2 separate regions of the Mus musculus genome follow, and region 2 is linked to region 1. Evidence: chromatin contacts called from public HiChIP or PLAC-seq data. All regions are on one chromosome and are shown on one strand. Each heading gives the region's core, a stretch centred on a gene start, on an enhancer-like site or on the middle of the called end of the contact. The rest is flanking DNA. Distances are from core to core; before and after follow the strand shown.

Region 1 (6,380 bases), core at 2,530-5,029:
GTGGCATCCCAAAGTTGAAGGCAGACCCCTTCCCTGGTTGATTTCTACTTTCTATAGTCAGGATCTCTGTCTGAGCCCAGAGCTCACGGGTCCCGCTAGTCTAGCTAGTCAGTTCACCAGGGCCTCTGAGTGCGGGGATGTCAGGCAGCTGCCAGGGCCGCCTGCTTGTGTAGGAGTTCAGAGGATCAGAGCTCCAGTGCATCTCCTGTGTGTGGAAAGCACTTGATTTACTGAGCCATTTCCCTAGTCCACCCCCAATCTGCATGGGTTTTAAATTTTTTATAGTTACCACTATTTGTAAAAACCACACCTCTCAGAATAACAGACAAATGAAAACAACCATTTCTTCTTTTTCAGTTTTTTATTAAGATTTATTTTATGTATATGAGTAGACTGTAGCTGAACAGATGGTGTGGGCCATCATGTGGTTGATGGGAATTGAACTCAGGACCTCTGCTCACTCCAGCCCCACTTGCTCTGGCCCCACTCACTCTGGCCCAAAGATTTATTTATTATTATATGTAAGAACACTAGCTGTCTTCAGACACACCAGAAGAGGGCATCAGATCTCATTACAGATGGTTGTGAAGCCACCATGTGGTTGCTGAGATTTGAACTCAGGACCTTCAGAAGTGCAGTCAGTGCTCTTAACTGCTGAGCCATCTCTCCAGCCCTTCATTTCCAGTTTTCAGCTGTATTTACTGACATTTTCTGCTAATATTATGTCATGAACTATCCCTGAACAACCAACATTTTTTTTTAAAGCTGATAGAAATGTGTAATTTGGAAGGGGTCTTCTGGAGACTTTGTGTTTCCTCCACAAGGCCACCACTGGGTGGTTCTGTGGGGGTTGGGCATGCATCTCTAAGATGCCTCTGAGCTGGAGTACGAGGGAGCCCAAACTTTCTCACAGCTCTGCTGTGGCACTCTCAGCATGGCCGGAGACAGTGCAACATCACTTCCGCTGTATCTGAGCTCAGCAGCTGAAGACTCTGCTCTGATTCAAGAGGAAGGACAAGAACAGGGTGTGTGGTGGTGGTGGGTAGGCAATGAATCTGCAGCCACCTTTAGCTCCCCAGAACCTTCCACTGAAGAGTGAACTGGCTACTCATGTGTCCCATCTCCTCATCCTCTCAATATGGCCCCAGAGCAGTTTGTAGATTCTCACTCAGTGTTTATCTTAGGATGTACTGCTGTTGCCAGATGTGCCAGGTGAAAGACCAGGGAAAGGCTTTTCTTTCTTGTACTTGCTTCCCCACTCATACCCAATACGTTCCTTACTGTCAGATAGGGTTGTTTTCAGTGCACTTAGTGTCAGTCTAATCTTGGAGTCTGTCCGTGACTTGACTTTCTCTGAGCCACTTCACTTACCGGCTACCTCAGGCAGGGATCTTCTAGATCGGATGCCTCTCACCCCTGGTGGTGCTGGCCTGCTCCTCAATCCTGAGCGCACTGATGCTACTGTTTAGGTGTATGAGACATAAAATAATCCAACTCCTCCCAGGGACATTTGGTTGAGGGTTGAACACTATTAAATACCATTACAGTTAATGGTGGGCGTTTACTCTAATTACCTCTTTAATGTTTATTTTTCCTTTCTGACAGTCTTGCTACATAGTATATCTACATAGTCTTGTACGTAGTCTGATTAGTATTTACTGTGTAACCCAGATTGGCCTCCAATGCATGGCAACCCTCCTGCCTCAGGCTCCCAAATGCTGAGATTTCAGGTGTGAGCTGCCATGCTCAGATATTTTTTTTTTCAAATAAGTTAAGATGTTGTGAGCCAGGGGGATTTAACTGTAACTATATCCTTCTCTGGAACCTTGGATGTTTAAGGATATTAGCCAAGCAGCCAGCTGGATGGCCTTCATGGGAGCTTAGATACTTTGAACACTCCAAAGACGCCTTATGGACATTACATAGCAACCACAGTTGGCTGCTCTTGCTATGAGCCCTGGGACTGAACCCGTGTTGGCAGGTTTAGCACCTGGTACCTTTACTGGCTGGGCTACATCACCAGCCCTTTCTTTGGTGTCTAGCCATCTAGTCCTTGTTTTTCCATGGCTCTCATTTCCTTGAAAATGTCAGTGATAACTTCATTTTCTCTGTGTGATCTGTTTTCTCCATAGGACCTATTTTCCTTTTAAAAGGAAGTTTCCCTGGTTATCTTTATTTACAGATAGGACTCACAAAGTGACTAGAAGCCCAAGTACCCTAGGGACTTGGCAGGCTGATTCCCCATGAGAAGCCTGGCTGGGATCTCACTGGGGAAACTCTGCTGCCAAGTTTGTATTTCATGTGGGGACAGGAGGGCCCCGGAGAAGATGTTTTCAATCTCCTGCCTGGCTGCTGAAGGCCTGAGGGCTGACTGGATCCTGCAGCAGCCCTCTGCTGCATCTCATGGGGTCCTATCACAGGAGATTCTACCAGGCCTGGTGACTCTCCGATGATCGCTCTCTTGCCTGCTGGTGTGGGAAGAGGTCAGTTTATTTACTACAGTGGCAACACTGACTTCTGTAGCCATCCTTCTCCACCCCCAGCCCAGAGCAGCCCAGCCTTGTTGGATGCTGTGCAGTACTGCAGCTCGGTGCTTCAGCATTCTTTGTGGATGGCCTCGTACCTGCCTTTCTCCAGTCTAACAGGGACTGCTGGCTCACTCTCAGCTACCAGGGTAACGTCCTCCTTTATTTTCCCATTTCCCCTCACAATGGATCCCTGAACACAAGCTCATTGGTGCCTTTGCTGGTCTTGGGGAGGTAGTGAGAGTGGATGTTTTGTATCCTTCAGAAACTGATAATCAATAACCTTCACAGAGGGAGATCTGGCTCCAGGCTCCTAGCTCCCATTGACTGCAATACCCTCTTCTGGAGCCCCACTCTGCCCACATGGCCTCTTCTAAGGTTCTTGAACTGCCCTGCATGCTCTCTTCTCATGGTCCAGCTGTTCTACACTTGGTCCCTCTTTCCATCTCACTGAGTCACCAGTGCCCTATGGCTCAGCCCTCTCTCCTTCACAGGCCTGCCCCATTCCCAGCAGGAGCCACTGCAGGTCTCTGCTGCTCCCACTGTGCCTATGCTGCCTCAGTTTTGGGACACCACCCACCCCAGGATTTTGGATATTTTTTTTCTCCTCTCAGGCCTTCCTCCTCTCACCTGGACTGCCCTCACTGGCTGCTTTAGTGGCTAGCTGGCATGGTGGTGCAGTGGGTATCCTCACTGGCTGTTGCGGTATGCATCTGGGATGCCTCTGCCTGGCACCAGCTCCCTCTTACCATACCTCCAGTGTGCTGTGCTCCAGCTTCCGGTGGACTGCCATCCTGGGCCCACTGAAGTCCTTTCCAAGGCTCTTTGCTAAGTAGGACTGTGCAGGGTGTCAGCCTCTCTCCCCAGGAGGGCAGGTTACAACCATTAATTAATACTTAACTTTCTCATCCATGCTGGACCCACAACCTGCTCCATTTTCCCCTGGGAACATACTGCCTGCTTCTGAGCTTTTTGAGACCCCAATCAGAGTGAGATTGTGTCTGTCTTCCTTCCATGTGAACCTGACAGGCCACTGAGGAAAAGCCAGTGAGCTGCTCTGTGCCCTGTGCTTTAGCCTATAGTGCAGGCAGGTGTCTTGGATAGCTGATGAGTGAGTACTTCGTTTATTTCTTGTCATCTCTTCTGCCAGCAGTGCCCTTAGTGTTCGGTGCCAACTGCCACACTGAGTGGTGTGTGGACACACGTTCTATCAGTTCTCTGACTCAGTGCTGGGTGAACAAACACAAAGAGAAGTGACTCAGCTGGTGCTGTGGGAAGATGACAGAGCCACTGGGAGGCAACAGAGGACAGGTGGCTCAAGTCCTGGCCAGGGCGGCCTGGCTGCACCACCTCAGATGGAGACCTGAGACTTCCATTTGTCAGACAGGTTAGGGCAACCCAGGACTGCTATGGCTCAGAGTTCTCAGTAACATGATGTCCAACCTGAGGGTGGAGCAAGCCTGTTATAGAAGTTTCTAGTCCAGTGCCTGCCTCCTAAGCACGTTCACTCTGCAAAAACTTTCCTTACTGACTGGTAAGCTGTTCCTCACGAGGGTTGGGGAGGCCGTGTCTCAGCCACCTCTGTGTCTTGAGAGAACCCAGTACTCGAGCCACAGCTTCCTTAAGGATTCTGAAGGAGGCAGTGAAAGGAGGTCTTGGAAGCCCGGGTTTGGCCCAGCAGAGAAGCTAGCTCCTCCTCAGATTTGTGGGATGAGCCTTTAGTCTAGAGATCCAGGATTGGCAAAGCACCAGAGTCTTCTTTACCCAGATACTAAACCACCATCCATCACTGCTCTGCCTATCCAGATATGCTGGTCTGGGAATGGGAGCAGAAGGGAGACCTAAGGGGTGGGAGGACAGGCAGCTGAAGGCTGTGTGAGGCTGACAAGGAGCCCAGGGCAGGTGGGGCGTGTCTGTGGCTCTCCTCAGACAACAGCCCATCCTAGGGCTGTGATATCCTTGCAGCTGTGCCAGTCACTCACTGCAAGGAACCTGCCAGGGGACTCCACAGAATCTTTTTTGAAGAAAATCACCATAACCATATCAGATGGGTCTGTTAATCCTGATGCCACAGGGAACAGCACTGGGGAACAGGGCCTTGGTTGCTTTGGTTTTCATCCTAGATTCTAGTTGCTTTTGAAGCCAATTCATACTATTCCAGTCTGGTGAAAGGAGGATACACTGTGCCCAGTTCCCTAGGGAAGAGGCTGCCCAGTGCTCAGAAGGGTAGGAATTGCTAGTACTTGGGATGCTAAGCAGGTGGCTGGGTCAGGTAGGATCTGTTTTGAAGTCCTCCTGCCCTCTGGAAGGTCTGCCTTTACCTTTTAGGGTACATGTTTGAAACTGCAGGTATTGAGGTACCTACTCATAGCATAGCTGTGAACAGGGCTCCTGGGAGCTTTGGCCTATGATATATAAGAAGAGAGGTGGTAGTCCCACCTCCCCACATCCCATGGGCTGGCAACAGAGAGGAAGGGCGGGGAGGGAGGGCCACAGCCACATGCACAGGGTGACTGGCAGCTCCCTACTGTGCATACTAATTACATTTTTAATCAGCTAGAAGGAGGCTGCAGCATCAATCTGCCACACATGGCTCGTGAATCACCCTGGAGCTGGCAGGAAGGTCCTGAGCTGATGACCCCAGCTCAGCTGTGAGGTGGATTCTAGGGAGCCCCTTGCCCTCGGTGACAGGCCACCCAGCTGCCATGCTTGCCCATGGCATCTACACAGACAGCAATTCACACTTGATTTTATTCCATGACACTGATTTGCTGAAACCCCCCATTTCCTGGGCAGGGAAGGGCAGTGGGTCGCCTGGTAGAAGCGGGGCTGCCTGCCCAGGAGGACTGGGATCCTCTCTGCTCAGGGAAGCACAGGCCAGGCCTCAGCATCCCCTGCCCTGACCCCTAACCTTCCAGTTCATTTAAAAACTGAGCTGCAAAAGTAAAATAAAAGGAAAAATAAAAATAAAAACAAACCCCTGAGTTGTTAAAAACCAAATTAAAAATCCCCTTTGGTGTCAAAAGGTCCTATTCCTAAAAGCCAGCAGGGTAGGGCAGGCACAGGCCTGGCTTGGGCTAGCATTCAGTCCTCAGGCTCCTCATCAGACGCCTTCTCCAGGCCTGGTCGCTTCAGGATAGCACTGTACTTGAGGGCTGTGGCCTCTGCCTGCAGGACCACATCCACCAGGCTGAAGATGGTGATGACCTGTAGCAGAGCCAGGAACAGGAGAGGACAGGGCAGGTGAGGGCCTGCAATCAAAGCCAACTGACCACTGAGGCTCACTTAACTTCCCGAGCCTCTATCGCCTATCTGTAAATGGGATTCATTGGGTCTGGGGAAAACCAGTAGGCTAAATGGCACTATGTAGACATTTGTTATTCAGTGACCATTCACGAGGAGCAAGAAAACAGGCTGGGCCGGGCCGAGCTGGGCTGGGCCAGCCTTTGGAACAAGAGGGATAAAAGAAGCTTTTATCAGCTTCTCAAAATTTCTGAAAAGTTCTGTTCAGGGGAGAGGAATAGCACCTATCTACCTATAGAGCAGCAGTCCCCAACCTGTCGTTCGAGACCCTTTGCCTCTATCTCCAAAAATATTTACATTTGATTTATAACAGCAGCAAACTTATAGTTATGAAGTAGCAACGAAAATAATTTAATGGCTGGGGGAAGGGTGTCACCACAGCATGAGGAACTGTGTTAAGGGTCGCTGCATCAGGAAGGTTGAGAACCACTGCCATAGTGGGTGTTCCCATATAGAACCTGGCAGTCTAAGCCAGGGCTTGGTGGAATCCCACAGGGGAACCTATGGTGCTGGGGAGAAATGAGGGCAGATGAGGACCTAGGGGCACACGTT
Region 2 (6,380 bases), core at 2,287-4,786, 50 kb before region 1:
AACCTAATTAATTGATTAGGGCTTGCCCAGTAGCTAGTCATCTCTGACCTTTAGTCAAGAATTTTCCTTTCCCAACACAAAGAATGCTTAAGAGACAGAAAGCACAGTTACGCTGACTCCATTGCCACACATCAAGTGATATGCATATAATTAATTAATATCTGCCAATTAAAATATTTTTCTAGTGCTGAGGATCAAAGCCAAGTCCTCAGTACGCCAATTATATACCCTAACTGAAATATTTCCCCAGCCCTTTAGGCTAGAATTCAAGGCAATCCTCCTGCCTCAGCCTTTTGGGTGCTAAGGTTACAGCCACAAGTGACTATGTTTAGCAATAAGCTATCTATCAACTGTTACACCCCTACACTCCTAGGCCACGTAATATTTCTTGACAAGTCTCAAAAACAATAGAATTACTCCAACACAGCTTGAGAATCAAACACTCTGGGTGGCAGGCAGCTTTGGGGGGTAAATATCTTTTGCTTTTCGGTACTGGAGATTGAATTTAGGGCTGTGCACGCTGGGCAAGCACTCTGCCTCAGCCCTATGGTGGTGATTATTGGGCACCGAGGACTTCCCTAGGTCTTGCTTCTGTAATTCAGAAGCAGCAGGCACAGAGCTGGGGTAGAGAGGAGAGGGTTCTAATTATTCCTGGGGGTTCTTACAGAGTTCCAAAGAAAGAAGAGTTAGTCACTGTCTTAGTTATGCTGTCTGTTGTAGAGACACAATGACCACAGCCACTCATATAAAGGACGACATTTACTGGGGCTGGCTTACGGGTCCAGAGGTTCAGTCCATTATTATCATGGCAGGAAGCATGGTAGAATCCAGGCAGACATGGTGCTGGAGAAGGAGCCAAGAGTTCTACATCTGGATCTGCAGGCAGCAGGAAGAGAGAGATAGGGGGAGGGGGAACTGGGCCTGGTTTGAGTTTCTGAAACCTCAGAGCCATCCTCAGTGGCACACTTTCTCCCACAAGGCCATACTTCCTCATAGTGCCCCTCCCTGTGAGCCTATGGGGGGCATTTTCATTTAAAACCACCACAGTGACTAAGGGGTGTACTGTGGGTGTTTCTTATTTGGATTGATGTAATAGGTCATGTATTCATTTTTCCTGCTACCCATGCCCCTTCCCACAATGCGTCTGACTTTAATTGTATGCATACCTAATTATGCATAGATATAAACATGGTGACTATGGAGTCTCCCTGAAACGTTGCTTGAGGACACAGTTTTGTGTTCTATTAAACATGTACCCAAACCCACTCAGGCTAATTTGGCTTTTCTGCTTTTCCTATCTAGATATGTTTGGGAATATAGTTGAACAGAAACTGTCTGAATTTGATCATTACTAGTGGCAGGAAATGTATATCACTGTTCAACGATGGGAGTATGCACAGCCTGACACAGGTGGGGCTTTCAAGGGGGTTCTGAGGTTGCTAGGTGCATTATTCTAAGGGGGGCGGTGCATAACCCACAACCCACCTGACTTCTGCCTTACTCTCATGAGCACTGGATCATAGCTGTGCACAATGCACCTTTCTCTCTTTCTGGTGCTGTTTCTGTTTGTTTTTGTTGACATGTTAATTATGCATTACAATGGGCTCCATTATGACATTTTCATACATGTATATAATGTATTCGGATAGGTTTCCTTCCTTTTAAGGAAGATGAGACCTACTGTGTATATGGAGCATGCTTGGCTTGGCTATTCAGCCATCAAAAATGCTCAGTAAAACATGAGTCTTCCATCGACTTAAGATAATAGCTGCAAGTGGTAACAAGAAGGGAGCTACTTAGCTCAAGTATTCGGAAGATCAAGAGCTGGCACTGGCCCCGTGGATAATCCACTCACCCTTCGGCCCCATCTCTCTGCCTGAGGGAACAGGGGTCGGGCTTACCTACATAAGCCTGAGGGTCACTCTGAAAAATCCAGCCAATGCCATATCTGGCCCAAGAGAGCTGTCCCAGCCCAGCCTGCTGCCCCAGCTCTGCTGTGCTGTGCTAAGACGCCCTTAGTGATGGGAGGGAGCATTGGTCTTATTCTTTCATTACAACTCACAATAGTAGCATCCTTCTGGGTCCCAGGAGAACTTCGGTCATCTCTCTAGAGAGCAGCAGCTGAGAGTAACGAGCCACCATTCACGATCTTCACCTGTTAAAAACTCCTCCTCCTCCCAGCTCAGCCACATCTGGGCCTTCGTGGGACACATATCAACTAGATCCAAACCGTAGCCCTTTGCTCCCCTTTCCTGGCTACTGAGAGTGCTGCAGCTGTTAGTCTTATGCCAGCTGTCTATCTGTCTGAGACCCTGCTTTTTATTTATTTTTATTATTATTTTTAATTAGTATTTTATTTTATTTTTAATTACGTGAATATCTCTGTTTCTGTATGTGGTATGTGCAAATGAATTCAGGTGCCTATGGAGACCAGAGACATTAGGTCCCCTTGGGGCTGGTGACACAGGAAGTTGTGAGTCACCTGGCATGGGCTCTCTGTAAGAACAGTCAACACTCATGACCTCTGAGCTGTCTCCCCAGTCCCCACGGACCCTGCTCTTAAATTTTCATTCATTTACAAAGAGGTTTTCAAACAACGTTCATTTTTATTGTTTCTCTCGTCCCTTCTTCCACATCCCCTCCCCCTCCCCTGCCCAACACTGGGATTATGGGCACATGCTACGGCATGGTGCCCCTGCTTCAGTTCTGCTGGCTATCACTCAGACATGGGATTGCTAAATTGTAGAAATACACTTGAACCTGCTTTCTTATCAGAGCTGCTTGGGTGTGCCCAGTGACCGTGGATAATACACTCACCCTTGGGCCCCATTGACCTGAGTGAACAGGGGTTAATCTTACCAACATAAGCTCTGAAAAGTCCAGCCAGTGCCACATCTGGCCCAAGACAGCTGTCCCACCCCAGCCTGCTGCCCCAGTCACAGGCTGAAAAACACATAGCCTGAGATCTACAGGGTAGGCCCAGTATACCACCGATAACTGAAGACCCATGTCTTCTAGGTCCCCCTCTTGGTAGTTCCAGAAATATTATTTGTCCCTATAGCAGTCACTTTGGGGCCACATCCTGAGTGTGCCATGGCTTTGGGCAAGGCTAGTGAGCAGACAGTTGTAGGGTAGTGTACTCAGGCCACTCTCTGTGCTTCCATCTTAACAGTGAGTATCTGGACCTATGAGACCAAAGCCTGGCTTAGACTGGGTACTTGGAATCTCACTTTCTCTGAAGCACCCTGAGTAGAGCCTGCCTCCAGCTGGCTCTCAGGAAGTGTGAGAAATCCCTGACAAGACAGTAGTGAATGGGGGGGGGATTCCAGCAGCATACAGCACAAGTTTCTCTTTCAGGATCCATTACCCCCAGCCTCCCACCCAACCTGCAGGAGACATAGGACCCCTGGCCCAGCCACACCTTGAGAGCCAGAGCCAGACTTCAGTTCACAGGGCAAGGGTGGGGCCAGGGTGACTATATCTAGAGGAGGGACAAGGACCCTTTATAGCCAGGGACAAAGTCCATCTCTGATTTGAGCCCAGGCAGACTAAGCAGGAGCTGGTGCCTTGGTTCCCTAGCCGGGCAGCCCATCAGTAACCCCAACCATGCAGGGAGACTGGGTGCTGCTGTTGTTTTTGGGTCTCAGGATCCATCTGTCCTTTGGTATCATCCCAGGTAAGAAGGTTCCTTTCTGACTCCCACAGAAGGACTAACCTACCACCCCACCTGGACTAACCTGGTTATGCTTCCTCTTGTCCAGCTGAAGAGGAGAACCCGGCCTTCTGGAACAAGAAGGCAGCTGAAGCCCTGGATGCTGCCAAGAAGCTGCAGCCCATTCAGACATCAGCTAAGAACCTCATCATCTTCCTGGGAGACGGTGAGTGTGTGAGCAAGGCCTGGCCACCCTGCAGCCCTTGTACTCCAAGTACCCAGGGCCACTGGTGGGTATTAACAGGCCTCAGAGTTCAGTCCTGACAAGGTTCTGCTCCTTCAGGGATGGGGGTACCCACAGTGACAGCCACCAGGATCCTAAAGGGGCAGTTGGAAGGCCATCTAGGACCGGAGACACCCCTAGCCATGGACCTCTTCCCATACATGGCTCTGTCCAAGGTGAGCACTGGAACACACTAGGACGGGAAAGGGGCTGGAGAGGACAAGAGATGGAAGAACCCAGAAGAACTGGAGCCCAAGTTTGCAACCAGGACAGTGTAGACATGTCTCAGGAAGCAGGGACTAATGTCTACCAGTACCAGAGCTGAGAGTGTCTCTGTCCCCAGACATACAACGTGGACAGACAGGTCCCAGACAGCGCAGGCACAGCAACCGCCTATCTCTGTGGGGTCAAGGCCAACTACAAGACCATCGGCCTGAGTGCAGCTGCTCGATTAGACCAGTGCAACACCACATTTGGCAATGAGGTCTTCTCAGTGATGTACCGTGCCAAGAAAGCAGGTAGGTTGGTGCTGGTCTGGGTGCTATGGCAGGGCAGGGTCACTGGATGATCTTCTATCATCTGCAGGGAAGTCTGTGGGAGTGGTGACCACGACCAGGGTGCAGCATGCCTCTCCAGCCGGCACCTACGCACACACGGTGAACCGTAATTGGTACTCAGATGCAGAGATGCCTGCCTCTGCACTGCAGGACGGCTGCAAGGACATCGCCACTCAACTCATCTCCAACATGGACATTGATGTGAGCTCCAAGAACCAGCTGGAGGGTTGGACAAAGGGTGAACCTTGGACTGGCCATAGTTCCAGGCATAAACAGCCTGAACTCCAAGTCCCCTGCAGTTTACATATGTAAGGGGTGGGTGTGGAACATCCAGGAGATGCATAACCCACAGACATGGTGGGGACATAGATAGGGGCTGTCTTTCAGGAAGGGTAGGGAACTCATAAAGCCCTAAGTCTACCTGTGTTGATCCTCTGACCAAAGGTGATCCTCGGTGGAGGCCGAAAGTTCATGTTTCCCAAGGGGACTCCAGACCCTGAGTACCCAAGTGACAGTAACCAGTCTGGAACCAGGCTGGATGATCAGAACCTGGTGCAAACGTGGCTGTCAAAGCATCAGGTGATGTGGGTTCCAGCGAAGGGACCAAGGCAGGGCCTAGGGTGGCACCGTGCCTCTCAGGGCTATGTGCTAAGACTGACTGTGTCCCTGCAGGGAGCCCGGTATGTTTGGAACCGATCAGAGCTCATTCAGGCATCCCAGGACCCAGCAGTAACTCACCTCATGGGTAATACCTTAGTTTTGCCCTCAAATCTCTCAGAGGGCCTCCACGGGAGCCTGTATGTGCGCCATCAGCACTCCCCCTGCCTCCGAACTTGGTTGTCATCATGAATTCCTGTGCCCCTTAGGCCTCTTTGAGCCAACAGAAATGAAATATGATGCCAACCGAAACCCCTCAGTAGACCCTTCCCTGGCGGAGATGACAGAGGTGGCTGTGCGCATGCTCAGCAGGAATCCACAAGGCTTCTACCTCTTTGTAGAAGGTGAGTGGTGGTGCCTGGCAGAAAAGAGAAGGGGGGCAGGGGTCCCGTGCAAACTCAAGCATCGCCCTCATCACTGGCTTCCTGCAGGGGGTCGTATTGACCAAGGCCACCATGCGGGCACAGCTTACCTGGCACTGACTGAGGCTGTCATGTTCGACTCTGCCATCGAAAAGGCCAGCCAGCTTACCAATGAGAAGGACACGCTAATACTCATCACTGCTGACCACTCCCATGTCTTCGCATTTGGTGGCTACACACTTAGGGGGACCTCCATCTTTGGTAATCCAAGGGGGCAGTGTCAGGTGATGTTGCTTCAGATCTATGGGGACAGATATTGCTAGGCCTCTGTTTACTCATCTGTCAAAAGGGCACAACATGGCCTTGTAGAGAGTATAACCGTTGAGCAAGCAAAACGAACTCACCTGCACTCCAAAAGCTGTAGTCAGTATCAGGAAAAGATGTCTGCCTTCTTCCATACAGGTCTGGCCCCACTCAAAGCCCTAGATGACAAATCCTACACCTCCATTCTCTATGGCAATGGTCCAGGTTATGAGCTGAAATCAGGCAACCGGCCCAATGTCACCGAAGCTCAGAGTGGTAAGTACCACATCATTGCCTAGCTTGAGGTGCTGACAGAGACCAGGGCAGATGGACGCTGCTCTCCTAAACACCCTGTCTCCCTAGTTGATCCCAACTACAAGCAGCAGGCGGCTGTACCCCTGTCGTCAGAGACCCACGGCGGGGAGGACGTGGCCATATTTGCGCGCGGCCCTCAGGCACACCTGGTGCACGGAGTTCAGGAGCAGAACTACATCGCGCACGTCATGGCATTCGCAGGCTGCTTAGAGCCCTACACCGACTGCGGCCTGGCGCCCCCTGCCGGCCAG

Evidence for each region. HiChIP or PLAC-seq counts read pairs in DNA pulled down with a chosen protein or histone mark.
Region 2: a contact with region 1 is called in an HNF4G HiChIP or PLAC-seq map of pancreatic cancer cells. The contact joins the promoter of Alpi here to the enhancer-like site in region 1. A contact is called at or near these places in 8 of 39 promoter capture datasets (the 3T3-L1 cell line, 3T3-L1-derived adipocytes, embryonic stem cells and 3 more), 1 of 15 datasets of contacts at CTCF or cohesin (the NIH/3T3 cell line), 3 of 484 Hi-C or Micro-C datasets (3T3-L1-derived adipocytes, the C2C12 cell line and differentiating spermatogonia), 2 of 115 datasets of contacts at active chromatin or transcription factors (embryonic stem cells and pancreatic cancer cells) and 4 of 9 other capture datasets (adipose tissue, embryonic stem cells, liver and 1 more).

The regions. Positions count from the first base shown.
Region 1 is chr1:87,048,975-87,055,354 of GRCm38.p6, reverse strand. Dis3l2 (DIS3 like 3'-5' exoribonuclease 2) reads right to left here. Exons shown (of 21, transcript NM_153530.2): 21 at 5,258-5,732. The coding sequence ends at 5,610. Among named protein-coding and RNA genes, the nearest start is that of Gm28375, 15 kb to the left of the region's middle. Within about 2 kb of position 3,779, at least 23 of the 459 cell types and tissues checked have an H3K27ac peak or open chromatin away from gene starts, as enhancers often do. A contact at or near this core is called in the C2C12 cell line and pancreatic cancer cells, where this site is marked.
Region 2 is chr1:87,098,762-87,105,141 of GRCm38.p6, reverse strand. It overlaps Alpi (alkaline phosphatase, intestinal), which reads left to right and starts at 3,536. Exons shown (of 11, transcript NM_001081082.2): 1 at 3,536-3,676; 2 at 3,762-3,878; 3 at 3,996-4,111; 4 at 4,279-4,453; 5 at 4,521-4,693; 6 at 4,937-5,071; 7 at 5,165-5,237; 8 at 5,359-5,493; 9 at 5,581-5,772; 10 at 5,974-6,090; 11 at 6,178-6,380. The coding sequence starts at 3,607.